Regions from separate parts of the Sus scrofa genome. Here all the other regions are linked to region 1. Evidence: chromatin contacts called from public HiChIP or PLAC-seq data. All regions are on one chromosome and are shown on one strand. Each heading gives the region's core, a stretch centred on a gene start, on an enhancer-like site or on the middle of the called end of the contact. The rest is flanking DNA. Distances are from core to core; before and after follow the strand shown.

Evidence for each region. HiChIP or PLAC-seq counts read pairs in DNA pulled down with a chosen protein or histone mark.
Region 2: an H3K27ac HiChIP or PLAC-seq map of skeletal muscle shows a contact between it and region 1. The contact joins the promoter of ADAMTS15 here to the enhancer-like site in region 1. A contact is called at or near these places in 2 of 5 promoter capture datasets (fetal skeletal muscle and skeletal muscle), 13 of 47 Hi-C or Micro-C datasets (alveolar macrophages, embryonic fibroblasts, heart right ventricle and 7 more) and 1 of 2 datasets of contacts at active chromatin or transcription factors (skeletal muscle).
Region 3: a contact with region 1 is called in an H3K27ac HiChIP or PLAC-seq map of skeletal muscle. The contact joins two enhancer-like sites. A contact is called at or near these places in 2 of 5 promoter capture datasets (fetal skeletal muscle and skeletal muscle), 10 of 47 Hi-C or Micro-C datasets (alveolar macrophages, embryonic fibroblasts, heart right ventricle and 6 more) and 1 of 2 datasets of contacts at active chromatin or transcription factors (skeletal muscle).

What each region holds. Positions count from the first base shown.
Region 1 is chr9:57,480,263-57,484,076 of Sscrofa11.1, forward strand. No RefSeq gene overlaps it. Among named protein-coding and RNA genes, the nearest start is that of SNX19, 76 kb to the right of the region's middle. Within about 2 kb of position 1,644, at least 3 of the 83 cell types and tissues checked have an H3K27ac peak or open chromatin away from gene starts, as enhancers often do. A contact at or near this core is called in fetal skeletal muscle and skeletal muscle, where this site is marked.
Region 2 is chr9:57,125,272-57,129,345 of Sscrofa11.1, forward strand. It overlaps ADAMTS15 (A disintegrin and metalloproteinase with thrombospondin motifs 15), which reads left to right and starts at 2,256. Exons shown (of 8, transcript XM_003130081.4): 1 at 2,256-3,540. The coding sequence starts at 2,584.
Region 3 is chr9:57,099,766-57,103,803 of Sscrofa11.1, forward strand. It overlaps ADAMTS8 (A disintegrin and metalloproteinase with thrombospondin motifs 8), which reads right to left. Exons shown (of 9, transcript XM_003130083.4): 2 at 1,870-2,109; 3 at 921-1,056; 4 at 227-394. Among named protein-coding and RNA genes, the nearest start is that of ADAMTS8, 11 kb to the right of the region's middle. Within about 2 kb of position 2,131, at least 21 of the 83 cell types and tissues checked have an H3K27ac peak or open chromatin away from gene starts, as enhancers often do. A contact at or near this core is called in fetal skeletal muscle and skeletal muscle, where this site is marked.

The DNA of each region.
Region 1 (3,814 bases), core at 394-2,893:
TGTAGATGGTTTATTTGCCAGGTGATTCCCCGTTGCAGAAATGAGGATGGGAGAAAGTGATAAACATGAAGAAAAAGCCAATATGAGCAAGTTGGCATCAGTGCAAGTTCTGTGGCCATTGGAGGCTCCCTGCTATTGGACTTCCCTGGAAGCAGACAGAATTATCCATCCCAGGAATGGTCCACAGGAAGACTGAGGAGCCAAAGCATCTAGTAATTTTAAAGAAATGTCCTTGGAGGCACTAAATATTTCCTCCACCCCTTCTCTGAGCTGCATACCACGGATTTCCTGGGCTCCTGTCTTATCTCTGAGGTATTACCCAGCGGGTGAGCATCGGTGGACTCTGCCATTGGTCAAGGGCATATGTGAGCTGGCTAAAAGTAGTCCTCTGTGACGACTGGGGATACTGATGGGGGCGGGCGGGGTCGAAGGTATTTGCAGCATGGCAGTCATTCTACACCCTGATAAGTATGTATGTGTGTTGTTCTATCGAGCGAAACGTAACAGTGTAAATGTAGAATTTCACTTCTTCTCTTCCTCCTCTCTCTTTCCCTTCTCTCCCTTATCCCCGTCAAATTTCATCCATTAAAAAAAGTGTTGATGGGAGTTGCCATCATGGAGCAGCAGAAAACGAATCCGACTAGGAACCATGAGGTTCCAGGTTCGATCCCTGGCCTCGCTCAGTGGGTTAAGGATTTGGCGTTGCCCTGAGCTGTGGTGTAGGTCTCAGATGTGGCTCGGATCTGGCATTGCTGTGGCTGTGGTGTAGGCCGGCAGCTATAACTCCGATTAGACCCTTAGCCTGGGAACCTCCATATGCCTCGAATGCGGCCCTAGAAAGACCAAAAAAAAAAAAAAGTGTCAGTGCCATAATAATACAGAAGTGAATCCCACTTTTTCCCAAGCCACTACTGATATACAAGTTATCCCCTTGTTCTCCCAGTTTCCTAGTGGCTGGTAATCAAAGATATACATCTCAATCCCAGAGAAACGTCCTTAGCATATTCTTCAGCTTTTCAGGGTGACCTTCTGGGTGTTGAGAAAGCTGGGGATCAGGGGTTCCCCCATAGACATGGGTCTGACTGGTGAGTCTGCACTGGTCTGCACTGGCTTCTACATGGTAAATGCAGCACAAAGGAGATGCCCAGCATGTCATCTGCAGCCATTCATTCTCTTTTCCCTTAGGATTTCTTTTGGCTGAACAGCAAGCTCTCTGGCCTCCGCCACAAGAGAGCATCACTAACATAACATAAACGCTGGCAGCTGCTGGGAGCTGGAGATGGTTCATGATGAACAGCTGTGTGAGGTTTGACCTTTGGGGAGAAGCAACACCAAATCTCACTACCATGAGCTGCTTTCCATTTGGATTTAGTGCAAATGAGGCATAATAATTAAACAGATGGATCTGGAGGCAAAGGAAATGAAAAACGCATTTCACTGGGCATCAGGAGAGGGGGTGAAGAGAGAAGAAATTTTATGGATGAGAGTAGAGGGAACCTTTCCTAGAACTGAGAGGTATAAACTATTATAAGTCATTAGCTTTGTGAGAGTGGGACTTTTTTACTTATGTGATTCTGAACTAAGTAATCCACCCCTGGAACACAAAGGCCCTGTGGTTGCACAAGTGTGGCCATCTGAGAGGGGAGGCGGGTGGGTGGAGAAGCTCCGTGCTTGAGACAGCTAGGGACACGATGCTGGGTCAAAGAGTTTGGGATCTTGCTCTAGTGATGTTTAGTGGTAAACATCCAGGCTAAGATGTTCTGGGAAAGGTTGTCAGAACGTGGGGCTTTAAATCTTGGGAGAAGATAGTTTTTGCTAGGATTGCTTGAAATTCCCTAAAAACTGCTTGTATCACTCTGATAAAAGGAACAAAAATAATCCATGGGAGGTTGGAAAGGCAAACTCATTGTGGCTGGAGACAATTGCAAATAAATCTTGGTGGCCTTCCCTAAGCAATGCCAGCTGTGGGTCTGCTTTCTTAAACCAAGATGGACCCTAAGAGAAGAATGAGAAGGAAGGGTTTCCCACCCAAGACGCTACGTGCGTCTGGGGGAATATATATTCTCTTCTTTTCCTCCTTGAATCACTGTTGTGATTTGAGGCTTAATAGAAAAGAATATTCTCTTCTTTTCCTCCTTGAATCACTGTTGTGATTTGAGGCTTAATAGAAAAGAATATTCTATTATTTTCCTCCTTGAATCACTCTTGTGATTTGAGGCTTACAGTAGTGGCATAATAAATGTTTGTTCAACCAGATATCTCAATAGCCCAAAGTCTACTTGGATTGAGCAAATTAAAATTATGGTCAATCTTTTTACCGAAGCTGCATTCTGTGACTTTCCTAAGCTTTCCCACTCACTGCTTTCAGAAATAGTTTTTTAAGAGAAGTTGACCAAAAAGCTTCAAACAGTGAATATGTATGTTTTATGGCCTGGCTCAGTGATAGAAAGCCTGAGCTTTGGTATCAGATCTGAGTTTCTGGCTCCAGCATTTACCACTTGTTAGACTGGTAGGAAAACTGTTTAGACTCTTTTTTTTTATTACTCAAATGCATTTATCACATCTGTAGTTGTATAATGATCATAACAATCTGATTTCACAGGATTTCCATCCCACAGCCCAAGCACATCCCCCCACCCCCATGTTTATACTCTTTAAAGCTTAGTTTCTTCAATTATAAAATGGATACATAACTGTATGTGCCTTATAGAATTACAGAGATTAAGTGAGATCATATGTACAGAATACTTAAGAGTATTTTGCACAGAGGAAACAAGCAATGTTCGTTTTTGTTGGTCATCAATATTCTCCTCTTCCTTTTCTTCCTCCTCACCTAGAACAGGAGTGGGTAAACTATGGCCCACCACCAGATTTTGTAAATAAAGTTTTATTGGCCTACAGCCACATCTACTTGTTTACAGATTTCCTATGGTAGCTTTCACCCTCCAGGGCAAAAGTGAACAATTGTGACAGAGACTGTATGGCTGGCAAGTTGGAAATATTTACTATCTGACCCTTTAACAGAAAAAGTTTGTTGAACCCTGCTCTAGAAGAAGAAGATCTGGGGAAATGTTTTTGCTTTTCTTGATCTTAAATTACCAGGATAACTTGGATTGGCAGAAACAGGATGAATGAGCCCATAAAATAACAGTATATTATGTTTTCTTCAAAGATTTCCAAAATAAAGAGTAGAGATGAAGAAATGCTAAGAGAGAAAGGTAGAACCGTTTCACTTGAACATTTTAGCCAAAGAGGAAAAAACAGAGGTAGAATCTATCAGCTTAAAAGAAAAGCCATAGAAGCAAGCAGAGAAATCCTACTGAGTTAGAGGATAATTGTTTCCATGGGTATTGAGTGTGCCTCAAGTTATTTTATTAAGATAGAAATTCATGTTTCTGAATCCATAGATGCAATACAGAGAAAGTTACAGAACACATATCGCATGGAAGTGTTTGCACATAATAACAGATATGGTGTTTGTACCCAGCAATTTTTTTTTTCCTTTCAATTTGAAAGCCAAACACAGAGTACAGTGGAATTCCTGGCCCTCTAAAATTCTCTTTTCAGACTGGTAGTTAAGAAAATAACCTTAAAACTCACTTGGAAGAAAGGAATAAAGTTAGAAACTTAGCATCAGATTGGAAAGAGAATAGAAAAGCACCAAAGACAAACACCACCTGAAAGGTGAGATAAACGGTGCTCTAGGACCATCGGCAGAAAGAAGGGGAGAAACAGAAGGGATTTTCCCAGGCTCTAAAGAAGAGAGCGGGCCAGGAGGGTCCAAGGGCAAGGTTGAGGTTAACATCGAGAAACC
Region 2 (4,074 bases), core at 1,006-3,505, 350 kb before region 1:
CAGGGAGGTGCTTCTTCTCCTGGGCCTGCCATCGTGAGTGACATGCCCCAGCCCTTACCAAATGCCGCTGTGGATCCCTGTGAAAGTAAAATGTCATTAGAAACCGTGTAACTCCCCATTAAAACTGCTGGGTGTAGGAAAACAATTGCATGCCCTAAATAAGTGACTTATGATTGCCCTTGGTTGTCTGAGTTTCTCTTTAATTATAGGCCCTCTTTAAACACTCAAACACAGAAAGCCTTTGTAAACGTGAATGCTCTCTCTCACAGCCCTCCATATGCACACTTCCCCTTTCATTTAGAGCATAAACACCATTTCTTACTCATTCACATAATGAATTTCAGCCCCATGCCTCTCAGTTGAAGAGGGGCCCCAGGAGAGCCGCGGGCATCTGGGCACTCTTCCTGTTCCAAGGCCCCCGGGGGCTCTCCCAGATAGGATCCTTCATGGGGAGAGGATAATGGGCAGAATGTGCTCTCGAGATGAGATGGATCAGCCCCAGCTTTCTCTTCCCTTCAACAACAGCATTGTTGACTGGAGCAGCCACTTTCTTAAGCAAATTCCAAACTTCTTCCACTACCCCCTTCTTAGGCTTCAAATCATCCCATTCTCTCCCCTCCTGGCCCCTCCTCTTGCCAACTCAACCCAGAGCACTTTGGTTCTGCAAAGATTTTCCAGGTATCAGGAGAGACCAGGAATGCCTTTCTCCCTTTACTTGCCTTCTTCCTTGTCAGAAGAAAGAAGGTGATTTTTTTTGTCTTTTTGCCATTTCTTGGGCTGCTCCCATGGCACATGGAGATTCCCAGGCTAGAGGTCCAATCGGAGCTGTACCGCCAGCCTACGCCAGAACCATGGCAACGCGGGATCCGAGCCGCGTCTGCAGCCTACACCACAGCTCACTGCAATGCCGGATGCTTAACCCACTGAGCAAGGCCAGGGATCGAACCAGCAACCTCATGGTTCCTAGACAGATTCGCTAACCACTGAGCCACAACGGGAACTCCAAGAAGGTGATTTTTATGGAGAGCTAGGGAGGACCTCAAGGTCCAGAGCCTGGAACAGGGCTCTTCAGACCCCCTCAGATGAAATGGGAACCCTTGGCCTGATGGTCTCGTCCCACCTATGCACACCCAGCCTCCCACCCCAGTGTCCTCCATATACTTGGTCAAGGGTCAAATGAAAGAATGTCAGGGAGGAAGGATTTTTTCTGGATGATTACTTTTTTACTGTCCACAGTGCTTCGGCCCCTCCCTGGTGGGAAGACCATCTCTTTCCCCACAGCACCCCAGGCACTGATGGTCAGTGCTGGACACAGTCCCCCCCCCAAGCCCTGAGTGGCACTGTTTGCCCATGTCAGTGGTATAAACATTCCCACAGGACCTGTTCCAAGCTCCTGTCCTGCCGCCCCTGCCCTGGGAGATGGGGAAGGCCACACACTCAATCCTACCATCCACTCCCGCACCTCTGCTCTCCTTCCTGGTGCTGGCCGCTGTCCTGGAGGGCTAGTGGTTCCCAAGGTGTAAGAGCTCAGGTAATTATGCTCAAATAATTAGGAAGTGATGGAGTTTATTACTAAGCATAGGTTATAACTATACATCCATATAATTAAAAATTTTAATAATGACTGTGTTTAATAGCTGACAGGCAAAGTTCTTGAAAATTAACCATTTGCACCAGCCCATCCAGCACACCCTTGCCCCCAGGGCGGACTGTGGGTCTGGGCAGCCGTACCTTCCAGAAGGTCTCTCCATGTGCCCAGCAATGTGCCCTTCTGGCAGCAGGAGCACATTTACAGGGAGTCCTTGGTTCTGGGACTTTTAGGGGACACTGCGATGAGGAAAGAGCAGGGATATTGTAATAGAAGGGATAAGGGGGTTCAATGGCAGTCTTCATTTCCAACTTCTGAGCCCTACTGCCTTGAGCTAAAGGCTGAGGCCCAGGGAGCGGCCAGATGTGGGTCCCGGCTGATGTGTGGGGCATGGGGCGGAGGGGAGGTGCGGAGGAGGCATAGCTTGAAAGCACAACGTGAATCCAGACTCCAGAGCTAGTTTCTCCGGCCAGCCCACGCCTCCCGCCTCAGTTCAACGCCACTCCCTCCCCGCCAAGTGGCTCTCAGCTCTGGAGGCGGGACCGAGTTCTTCGGTGGCCCCAGGAGGCTGCAAGCTTTGGGAGGCTGGGAGGGGAGAGAGGGAGGGCGCTGACTGGGCAGTCCAAAGAGGAGGGGGCCTTTAATAGGCTCGCCGCGCCTGGTTTGCGGCGCTGCGAGTGGCTGCGGTTCGGAGAAGCGGCCCGGCACCTCCCTCTAGTTCTCGGCTGCAAATCTTCGTCTTTGCACTTGACAGCGATTGTACTTAAGCTCCCAGGGCGCGCTTTGCCTGGAAAGGCACAGGTAGGCGGCGCGGGCAGCCCGGTGCGCGCTCACTGCCCTGGGAGGATCCTCCCTCCCTGGGCTCTCCTTTCTGGGAGCTGCGGGCGGCCCCGGGAGTCGGTGGTTCTGGCGTGCGGGCTTCAGGAAGACGGTGCCGGCTGCCGGGGAGCCGAGTCGAGCCCTTCCGAGAGCGCGGCTCTGCGCTGCCCGGCGCCATGCTTCTGCTGGGCATCTTAACGCTGGCTCTCGCCGGGGCACCGGCTGGCGGCTCAGAGCCAGAGCGGGAGGTGGTGGTCCCCATCCGACTGGACCCGGATATCAACGGCCGCCGCTATTACCGGCGGGGTCCCGAGGACTCAGAGGATCAGGGACTCATTTTTCAGATCACAGCATTTCAGGAGGATTTCTACCTACACCTGACGCCAGATGCTCAGTTCCTGGCACCCGCTTTCGCCACAGAGCATCTGGGCGTCCCCCTCCAGGGACTCATCGAGAGCTCCCCGGACTTGCGACGTTGTTTCTACTCTGGAGACGTGAACGCGGAGCCAGACTCTTTTGCTGCTGTGAGCCTGTGCGGGGGGATACGCGGAGCCTTCGGATACCGAGGCGCTGAGTATGTCATTAGCCCGTTGCCCAATGCCAGCGCGCCGACGGCGCAGCGCAACAGTCAGGGCGCACACCTCCTCCAGCGCCGGGCCGCCCCCGGCGGGCCTCCTGGAGATCCTACCTCTCGCTGTGGGGTGGCCTCAGGCTGGAACCCCGCCATTCTGCGGGCCCTGGACGCTTACAAGCCTCCGCGGATAGGCTTAGGGGAAGATCGCAGCCGGCGCAGGTCCGGGCGCGCCAAGCGCTTCGTGTCTATCCCGCGATACGTGGAGACGCTGGTGGTGGCAGACGAGTCCATGGTCAAGTTCCACGGCGCGGACTTGGAGCATTATCTGCTGACGCTGTTGGCCACGGCGGCGCGACTCTACCGCCATCCCAGCATCCTCAACCCCATCAACATCGTCGTGGTCAAGGTGCTGCTTCTTGGAGACCGCGACACAGGGCCCAAGGTCACGGGCAACGCGGCCTTGACGCTGCGCAACTTCTGCGCGTGGCAGAAGAAGCTGAACAAAGTGAGTGACAAGCATCCTGAGTACTGGGACACCGCCATCCTCTTCACCAGGCAGGTGAGTTGATCTGTCACCTCTTTGGACCCAGATAGCCCCCATTCTATTGGGGTCACCGCCCTTAGCTCTCCAAATGCCCTTTGTGCCGCGCAATGTTTAAATTTCGTTGATCTCTTCCGACTGCCACTTTGGATCTTCCGGATGCACGTGGGCGGGCAGAGGAACGCCTGCTCCTTCGGAAGGTGTTGGCCCGGCCCGGCCAATGAACGCCTCCAGGATCAGGCGCGGAGGGGCAGGAACCCAGGAAGTTGCCGCCCCGGAGCCGCAGTTTGTCTCCAAGACAAATAGGAGGCGCTCTGAGGATGGTGTTGGAGAGGTCCGCCCCTACTGCGAGGGGCGTCTAAGTCTTTTCGGATACCTTCTTCGGAGGCTTCCTTTTTCTGCTTATGAAACTGGAAGTTCAGTGCCTGCTTCTTTTCTCATGAGTAACAGTTGTTATCCTGGCCCTGTCCTGTGCTGGGAAACCCGAATTGGGATAGTGGGACTCATCTGGGATTTTTCGTGGGTTGCAGTGAAAGGACACACTCAGTACAG
Region 3 (4,038 bases), core at 881-3,380, 380 kb before region 1:
CTTCTCAGACCTACTTCCAATAATCGAAACTGGAATACTCTAAACTGGCCCCAGACAGAGGCTGCTGGAAGATGGGCTGGAAGAGCATGTGCTGTGGAGCGTCAGAACCCTGTGGCCCAGGGAGGTGGCCCAGCCCAAGTGTCCACGATGCTCTGGGACTCAGCTGGAAGCAGCGTGGCAGTCACGGCTGGCCAGGGAGAAGCAGCGAGAAGCTTGGGGGACCTACCGTGCCCGCTGTCGAGGAGCTCTGTGAGGTACATGGCGCTGCAGGGGGACCAGGGCAGCGTCTTGTTGAGGTGGATGAAGAGGGGCGCCATCATATGGTGCTTGCCCAAGGGCCCGAAGAGCCGAGCACAGGGCTTGGAGTCGTCATGGGGCATGCTGAGGACGTGCCCTGGGGAAGACGAGAGCCGGTCCACACACTGTCTTCACAGGACAGATGGTGTGTGTGTGAAGGCCCAGCTGGCTGCCAGGTCCTCATGGGGGCCCCACCCGCCTGTTCCTCAAAGAACCCGCTGGCTTCACTCTGCCCGCACTCTCCTCTCCCAGGAAGCTTTCCACAGAACCAGGAACACTGAAGTCCCTTCATGTCATGGCCCAGCCTGTCCCGATTCACCTCCCCCTCAGGCACACACTTGCTTCCATGGCACTGTCTTTGCAGCGACCTTCCAGAAGCCTCACTGCTCTACCCGAGCATGCCTTCTGTGTTCTGGCATTTCCCCGGGGATCTCTGATGACGACCCTTGATGTGTTGGTCCCGTGCTTGGCAGGGGAGGGGACTGGCCAGTGCAGGGCGCTCGGCACAGTCGCTCTGCCAGATGACGAGGGCCCGTGCCAGGACAGCACTCGCTTTGAAGCCCGGCTGGCAAGTGCTCCTGCCCCAGCCCAGCACGTGTGGCCCCCAGTGTGGCGAGCCTTACCGAGCTCATGGGCCAGAGTGTAGGCCGCCTGCAGGCCCTCATCCTCGATCACAGAGCAGCTCTTGCCGGGGTCACAGATGGTGCCGATGTCTGCCACGCCCAGAGTGTCACACATGCCCTCCTTTCCACAGAAGTTCTGCTCGAGGAGAGAGAGCGAGACATGAGCACAGACATAGGACAGAGACCCTGCCTATTCCTGCGCCTCCAGGGGTGAAAGAAATGTTTGAATCCAACTCCCTATTTCTTCACAGAGGTCCCTTCTCCTTCCGCATAGGCATGTCCTGGGGCTGCCCGTGGCTTGGAAAGTCTGTCCTGGGCGTGGTTAAGGGTGTAGACCCTGCCCAGGGCCTGACTTCGAGGTCACCACAGGAATGCTCACAGAGACTCTGGGAAGCAGGGATTGTCATCCCCATTTCACAGATGAGGGCGTGGAGGGTCACGCAAGTTAAATAGCTTGTCTAAGGGTGGCTGCTCTGTGCCTGGGTCTCCCCAGCTGAAAAGTGGGGCTAAAAACGCAGTGCTTGCCTCAGGGGTGAGCAGGGTCGGGCACATGGGATCACACTCGCTAGCCTTCAGGAAGTGATCTGTTTAAACCAGCCCCGGGGGGTGGGCAGCCTTCTGATTTGGAGAAGTCCTGAGGACACCCAGGCTCCCTGCCCCCCGGGTTTCACCCCCTCCGTAGATGGGCCTCTTCTTAGTTCCCACTGCACATCCCTCACTGGGCAGTTTGAGCCCGTTTCCTCTTGTTATGACCTCAGCAGACAGCTGGTCACAAACCTCTGGCAAAGAGCCCTTCCGAGATTCCTCTCCTTCCCTTGCAAATACCTCACACTTGTCCCCGTGACCTTCTCCTCGGCATCCACATGAGGCTGCTGGTGTCCAGCTGGGACTATGTTTGGGCAGCCTGGGCCTTCCCCCCCCCTCCCGCCCAGTTTCTGGGGGCCAGGACCTGTCTGGTGAGCAGGATGGCCGTGTCAAAGTGCTCAGGGTGCCGGTCACTGGGCTGGTTGAAGCGCCGCTGCCAGCTGCAGAAGTTGCGCAGCGTCAGCCCGCCGTTGTCGGACACCTCCGGGCCCCACTTCTCGTCCTCCACGATCAGCACTTTCACCACCATCAGGTTGATGGAGTTCCTGATGCTGGGGTGCTTGTAGATGCGGGCTGCCATGGACATCAGCGTCAGGATGTGGTTCTGGGGAAGGAGGAGTGGAGAGTGAGGAGTAAACCTTCCAGCCCTATCGTCACCCTGAGTCATGCACTCTGAGTGCTCGGCTCTGCACTTGACCTTGGTAAACGGCATCTTGGTGAAGACTCACAAAACCCCCAGGGCCCCAGCATTATTTCCCTTCACCGTGCAAGTAAGAGACTGGCCCACCATCCCAGAGCTAATGAATGTGCAGCTACGTGTGAACCCAGAACTCCTGATTCCAAAGCTTGTGCATTCAACATCCTGACCAGCCATGTGTGGCCATGGATAGCTAAATCCACTAAAATTCAATAAAATTAATATCATAATTTCCCTGCCACACTGGCCACATTTCAAGCGCATCATGAGCCACCTAGGGCTTGTGGCTACTGCGTTGGATGGAGCGGACAGAATGTTTCCATCACCACTGAAAGTTCTACTGGACTGCACTGGTTATTTCTAACCTTGACACCCACCCTCTCCCTGCCAGCCACCTGCCCTCTCTCTGCTCTTGGCCCAGCAGCAACTATCTGAGTGCTCAAGGTTGGTAGAATTTCCCTCTTAGAAATTTCCTGATGTCTGCTGGGGTGAGCCCTACTCTCCAGGATGGGAATGCTTCCTTAACAGTCACTTCTGACAACAGTTCCCTATTGAGGTGAGCACCTCATTGAGTGCTCACACAAACTCTGGGAAGTGGGATTGTCATCGCCACTTCACCAGGGAGGAAGCAGGGCTTCACGCAAGCTAAACAGCCTGTCTCAGGTGGCGCAGCTCCTAAAGCTGGGGTGCCAGCCCAGGCCTGCCTGTTTCCAAGTCTACGTTCTTCTCACTAGCTTTCCAGCGCTGGCCTCCTGGCTCCTGCCTGGATAGCCTTGAAGGGTGAACTCCTGTCTGGGGCATGAGAAAATATGGGCCACAGTGAAACCCAGGTTCCCAGGCCCCCACTGCTTCCATCCCACTGAGGCCAGCTGAAGGGGTTGACTTGGTGTTTGGCCTCTGCTCTGCCCCTGGGCTTCCAGCTGTTCCCCAGCTTGAGGGGAGGCTGGATTAGGGCTCACTCTGCTGCCTCGGGGACCTTGAGACGTCAGTCCTCTCTTGGATGACTTTGCAGAGCCAGAGACAAAGGGGGCAGGGGCCTGCAGGCCTTTGGCCAGCAGTGTGGGCAGCCCTGCTCCCTGTTCCCTAGGGCACCACCTCCTGGAGCCTCTCTTTCTTCCCTCCTGTGGTCTGGAAGGTGGGAGTAGAAGAAGGGAAGAGAAGGATGAAAGGCTAGAGAGGGACATTCCATGGGCTGAGGCCATGTGTGGGAGTTCCAGACAAATCCCAGTATTTGTGAATGGGATCTGTCTGTTCACCTCGCAGGCAACAAGCCAGATATTTTGTAAGCCCTACAAACAGGGGTTGGCAGGTTACTGAGCAAGTCAAGCACTCCAGCTATGTTTAGGCTGATGTAAACACCTTATCAGCAAAGCTGAAACTTGGCACTCGCTCCTGGAGCTGGATTCCTAAGGGAAACACAAGCAATCACATCATTATGCAATTGGGGGTGAGGGCTGAGGAGTGGCAGCTTGCTGGGGCTACTTCCTCCACTGCTTCTTGTGGGGCAGGAAGAGTCTCCCAGTCTCCTGCCCTAGGAAGGAGCAGGGCCAGCCCTTGGAACTTCTTCTGAGACAATCTGCATCTCTCCTCACCAGAGGGCTTCCTTTGAGTGCCAACTCCACCAGGAGAGATGATGGGGAGATGATGTCTTACACAGCAGGTGTGAAGAGAAGAGATGCCAGCTGCTCAGGGCTTGGACTGAAAGTAAGGAACCAAAGACCTAAGGTTTAAGATGGGCCCGGTTCCTAAGCTGCCCGATCGGTCAGACTGAGCAGAAACGGTGCAATGGGCATGTCCCCACTGGAAACCAAAGGCTCAGGGTGCACACTGCTGCAC